Linked DNA regions of Anas platyrhynchos: region 2 is linked to region 1. A link is a contact called in public Hi-C data. All regions are on one chromosome and are shown on one strand. The core of a region is the stretch at or near the end of the contact, and the rest is flanking DNA. Distances in the headings are between cores, read along the strand shown.

The links. A called contact is a pair of places that touch in the nucleus more often than the background predicts.
Region 2: a Hi-C map of F1 follicle shows a contact between it and region 1, with 2.1 times the contacts expected there. The contact joins the enhancer-like site here to the promoter of CUX1 in region 1. A contact is called at or near these places in 3 of 8 Hi-C or Micro-C datasets (F1 follicle, skeletal muscle and small yellow follicle).

The regions. Positions count from the first base shown.
Region 1 is chr20:7,239,975-7,242,777 of IASCAAS_PekinDuck_T2T, reverse strand. CUX1 (cut like homeobox 1) reads left to right here and starts at 1,405. Exons shown (of 23, transcript XM_038165931.2): 1 at 1,405-1,552. The coding sequence starts at 1,490.
Region 2 is chr20:7,308,526-7,311,328 of IASCAAS_PekinDuck_T2T, reverse strand. The region is part of intron 1 of LOC139999134 (a long non-coding RNA gene); the gene reads right to left. All of the region lies in intron 2 of LOC119713293 (a long non-coding RNA gene), which reads left to right. Among named protein-coding and RNA genes, the nearest start is that of MYL10, 43 kb to the left of the region's middle. Within about 2 kb of position 1,363, at least 6 of the 8 cell types and tissues checked have an H3K27ac peak or open chromatin away from gene starts, as enhancers often do. A contact at or near this core is called in F1 follicle, where this site is marked.

The sequences.
Region 1 (2,803 bases), core at 156-2,655:
CCTACCAGCCCCATGCCAGCCACACGTGCTGCGAGCTCGCAGCGTGCCCGGCCCAGCCGGGCAGGCAGAGGCCCGGTGTCCTCGTACCCTAGTGCCATTAGTTTTATTCCCGGGACGGCCAACTAAAAATGCGAAGGTCTACAGTTGTCGGGGTGATCCTTAGGTGGGACTCGTTAACATAAAACCCGCCAGTCGCAATTAGGAGCTTTGTGAGCAGCAGCCTCAGCAAAAAGTGGAAATGGAGGCTGAAGCGATGGTGCTCCTCCAAAGGAGGACGGCGGCAGATTGGGAAATAGTCTGCAGCAGCCGCTCCGCCGCTGTCGGTGCCGTAACTTCTCCAAAGACAGACAGAGCCATTTTCAAGTAGTCAGCCCGCCGACTTGAGCCAGCGCTAAATTCTCTTGGTGATCAAATACTGTTTGATGAAAAATCCACCACCGCTCACTTTGCCGGAGGAAGATCTGTTTCTTTGCCTTTCGCCAAGGCAGCGCGAGCGGTGTTTGGGGAGCGCGGTGCAGCGGGCTCAGTCCCGTGGGGCCACCCGCGAGGCAGCGGGCACGCTGTGGGGACACAGCGGGTGCTCGGGCTGCACACCCTGAGCTTGTGGGGCCGAGCTGCACCCCAAAGCCACCACGCTCATCGGGGTGGGCGCAAGGATTTGGGGGACGGAATAAATCATGCTTACGGACACGTTATTGTTTAGAACAAAATAAGTTATTGCATCCTTGTGATCTCCGTTTCTATGGCTATGCCGCACGAAGCTATGAGCTGATTTTCCAACCTCGGTGCGAGCCGCCCCCTCCGAGCCGGCGGCCAGCGGCAGTGGCCCCATGGGCGTCTGCCCGCGCCCCCATGAACCCCGCTAACGACGGCGCGGCCGGTGGGGACGTGGGGGGCTCCCTGCTCCCCCCACAGCCACCTACACACTGGGGGGGAGCCAAGCTTGGAGGGGGGGGGCTGTGGGCAATGCCCCCCTTCCCTAAATCCCCCCTAAATCCAAAATCCAAAATCCCAAATCCTAATTCTCCCCTAAATCCCCAATCACCCCCTAATCCCAAGTGTCCCCCCCCCAAACCCAATACCCCTCCCAAACCAAAGCACCCCCCCAGTCGTCCCCCCTCCCCAGCCGTGCTCCCCCCCCCCCAAGCAGGGGTGTGGGGGTGATGACACACACACACACACACACACACACACACACACACACACACAGGGGGGGCTCCCTATGATCGCACCGCCCCCCCCTTTACTCCCCCCCCCCCCCCCAAGCGCACGGGGCTGACTCCGCGTTCCGGCCGCCGGCGGGCTCCAGGCCGGGATTTGGGCGCTCCCCGGCCGCCTCCCGCCCCCTGCCCCCCCCCGCCCCTCCTCCTCCCCCCTCCCTCCCTCTCTCCCTCCCTCCCTCCCTCCCTCCCCCTCCCTCCCGGCTCCCGAACTCCAGCCCCTCTCTCTCCCTCGATCAGCCGCTCACTCTGTCTCAATATGTCTCAAGATGGCGGCCAATGTGGGATCGATGTTTCAATATTGGAAGCGCTTTGATTTACAGCAGCTGCAGGTCAGGCTCCCCCCGCTCGCCGCACCGGCCGGGCCGCGCCGCCGGACCCCCCCCCCCCGCCCCCCTTCCCTTCCCCTTCTCCGCCTTCCCTCGGGCCCGGCCTCCCCCCCCCCCTCCTTCCTCCTCCTCCTCCTCCTCCTCCTCTTCCTCCTCCTCCCGCAGCCGCCCGCAGGATCCCCCCGCTCCGCCCGGCCGCGCCGCTCCGCTCGCCCCCCCACTCGCCCCCCCCCCCCAACTCCCGATCGGCGGCCCCATCGGAAATCGATCCCCTTTGTTCAATTCATCGATCAGCCCAAGATGGCGCCGGAGCCGGCGCTCCCGGGGCCGCCGCCGCCGCTCCAGCCCGCTCCGTCCCGGGCTGCCCTCTGCCCGCTTCCCCTGCGCGGCTCCCCCCCCCCTCCTCCCCGCTCCTCCTCCTCCTCTCCGGCACCCCGGGGCCGCCGCCGCTCCGCGGGGCTCCTCTCGGTCCTTTTCCCTCTTCTCCCGGCTTCCCAGCCGCTTCCTTCAACCCCCGGGGGGCGGCCGGGGGAAAAAGTTTGCCGAGTGCCGGGACTTTGTGTGGGGTGTGCGGCCGGGGGGGGCGCGGGGAGCCGGCCGGGCTCGGCGGTGCAGGCGCGGAGCGGCGGGGGCTGGGGGCGCTGTGGTGCCGGCCCAGGGGTGCCGGTGCCCCCCCCCCGGTGTTAAACCCTCCGGTGCTTCCCCCCCCTTGGTCCTCACCCCCCCCGGTGTAACCCTTCCCCCGGTGCTCCCCCTCCCGGTGTCACTCTCTGAGTGCTTCACCCCCTCCCGGTGCTCCCCCCTCAGTGCTTGTCACCCCCCCGGTGTCGCCCCCCTCCCCTGTAGTCGCCACCCCCTCGGTGTAACCCCCCCCCCCGGTGCTCTCCCCCCTCAGCCGCCGCCGGGCAGGGGGCTCCGGGGGGGAGCTGAGGGGAAAGAAGAGAGGGACGGGGGGGGGGGGGTCCCGGGGGGGTCCCGGCTGCTTTTTGGGGCTCACAGGGCCCGGGCAGCGCGGTCCCGAGGGGCTGGGGGCGGCCGCTGAGGCGGGGGGGGGGCTCTGACAGGTCCCGGCCGGGGGAGGGGGGGGGCTCAGGGAGTCGGTTCCGTGCCCCTGTGAGGGGACGAGGCCGGGCGGTGAGATCCGAGAGCCCCCCCCAGCACCCGGCCCGAGCCCCCCCGGGGGCATCGCGGTGCTTTAGGGCCGGGGGGAGCCGGGCCGGGCCCCCCCGAGCCTCCCCGGGCAGCGCGGAGCCG
Region 2 (2,803 bases), core at 114-2,613, 69 kb before region 1:
TAAACATGATGAGCAGAGCCTGGGCTGATGTGGAACGTATTCTACAGTCACCAGCCCTGGTGGGAACCGCAGCTGCTCAGCACCTTTCAGAGTCTGAGATCAAGTATTTTTTGTAATATGTAGGGAGAAATCCAGCACTGCCAAAGCAGAGAGATCTCCATTAGCAAAATAACCCCAGGTCAGATTGTGGCACCATGAGCTTTACTGTAAGAATAGTTAAGTCTTACTGATTTCTGTAAAAACAATCCGTAGTGTGAGATGCTGTTCTTAACAAGGATAAAGGCAGTAGAAACCATTCCTGCAGTATAAAAGAGTAGGATGGTTTTAGTGTTAATGCTAAATTAAGTGCAGATACAGGAAGCTAAGGATCTTGCTTCTGTTTTTATTATAACTCACCAGAAGGGGAGAGCTGTAAATACAGTTGAATGGTCAGATTATGTCTTTCAGAGAGATGGTCTGAGCACAAAGGAAGCTATTTTAAATTGCCAGTTTCTTTTATGCTTTTCCAAAGTGTGAGCTTATAAGAATAGTGTTTGTTCTCCGCCAGACGATCGTGGAAGCATCAAAAAAATCTTTGTACCCTGCAGAACTGACCGTCATTTGCAGTTTCACACTAAGGCAGCACCCTGCTATAAATTGTAGCCATCCATTTTCAGGCTGCTTCGCTGCCAAAGCAGGGTAAAGGGACAGCCCTGCAATAACTCCCCTGTTCCTATGTACTTTGTGTGCACAAGCTGCACCTTCCCCTGGAACAACAAGTACTGCTGCTCGTCTCCGAGCAAACAGAGCTCTTTGCAGAAGCTAAAAGCCAAGCAGTCCATGCATGTAGCAACTGCCACTCCTGTTAAATAAAAAAAAATTTAAATCAGCTTTTCCAGCACCAAGTCCGGGCAAAAGGAAGGGAAGAGCAGTACCGAAGTACAGCACTAGGTGGCAAGCCTCTAACAAAGAAGTAACTCCGGGGAGCAGAGCCTCAACCGAGGCTTTCAGCAGTCACCTGACAGAATTTGGCGTTGTGGAAAAATGTTCTTGATTTAAACACCTAATGTTTCCCATTAAGAGCTAATGTCCTCCCTATATGCTGGCACGGAGCAGCAGCTAAAGCATACAGGACATGTTGTACTGCAGACAATACTCGGCGAGAACAATTCTTACCGTTCTTATCTGTAGACCTTACCAAGATGTTCTTTTCCTGTTAATGTTTCTTTATTATAGTTACTTTCTTCCCCCCCCCTCCCTTCACATTTAGGCTGCTTGGGGTTTTGCTACTGGAAGCGGCAGAAGGTTAGGAGATAGGGACTGCAGCAGCCACGAGGCTCTGCTGGGTTCAGGGGGAGCGAGTTGGGCCGGGGAGCACGGGATGCAGCTCCTGCCCCGATGGTGAGCCAGGCAGCGCAGCCACGCACGCACATCTGCACTCGCACAGGCCAATTAGAACGTTAATAATAATTAAGTGTCTTACTCCTAAGACGCTCCTACACAGGGGAACGCTAAAGTGCCAGTCAGCTCATTTCATTACACGCAGCCAGACACCTCTCAGACCTCGTGTGTTTGCTAAGGGAGCGGAGCAGAGCGATCCCAGCCCCAGCCAATCTGGTTGCAGACGATCTGCTGGCAAACAAAGTAGAGCGGGCTACAGAAAGAAACGTGGACCAGAAAAAAAAAAGAAAAGGCCAGCTGTGGCAGCTGAGCTGTACCTTTCACCCTGAACTGAGCCACAGCAAATAAATACAGGGCGAGACCTATAAATTTCCAGTTTGCAGGGGTTTGTGGGAGTCTTTATCTAGCTTTGGTTCACACGCTCCAAAGCGGCTCCATTTCAGATTGGAGCTAATCTAATTAAACACAAACTCGGCCGTAAGCTGCATGTCATCTGATTTCTGCCCAAAAAGCTCGGAACTGGACCCAGACGTACTACGAGTTGTTCAGCTCTGAGATTACGTTTCTCTGGACGACGAGGGCTGGCCCAGAGGTCGCCTTCCATCTGCTTGAGCCACGTGAGTCACCCACCTTCCTCATCCTTCACGAATGCAGCAGTCTGGCTCACAGCTGACCACAATGTGCTGCTTATTCACGACTGAAGCCATTTCAGATGTTAATCTGCAGGCAGCAACGTCCTCCGATGGGCAGCAGGACAGAAAGGCAGCATGAGGGAATAGTGGGCTTGCTGCTGGAAGAGCTCTGGGCTTCGTGGCCTGCCCGGCTGGTGGCACACAGGAGGGGCTGGAAGAAAAGCTTGGATATAATTCTCATGAGCAGAACCTCTTGAGTGACCCTGAGAAGCTGTGGAGTTTCATCATCCCTGGCTTACAAGGAATGAATTTAGTGTGTTTCCAGTATCGGAAATGTTATGGCTACTTTTCACCCAAGCCTCTACTTTCAGCAAACAAAAAAAAACACAAGTGAGGCAAGAAGCAAAATCTACGGAGTACAAAGCCAAAAAGCCCTGCTCAGAGCACACCCTCAATAAAGCAGATACAAAATATGTTAAAGCTAAACTGAACTGTTCACATTTCCAATAAATTAAAGGGAAAAAAAATCCCATCATTTTCACTCTATTTCACATCAGAGCACAATCACAAGAGAATACTCACTTAATGTGATGATGACTTTACCCCTGCTCCCAAGGGGTTTCTCTGCCTCTCTCACACTGCTCTTAAAATTATCACATTTGCCCCCATTTTACATCTCTCCCCACATCCAGTTTGCCCCATTTTGAACACTTGGGGCTGACACAATTGCCTGCTTGCAGTTTCTTTTTACTATCCTTTGATTTTTACCAGCTGCAAGAGAAAAACCAAGA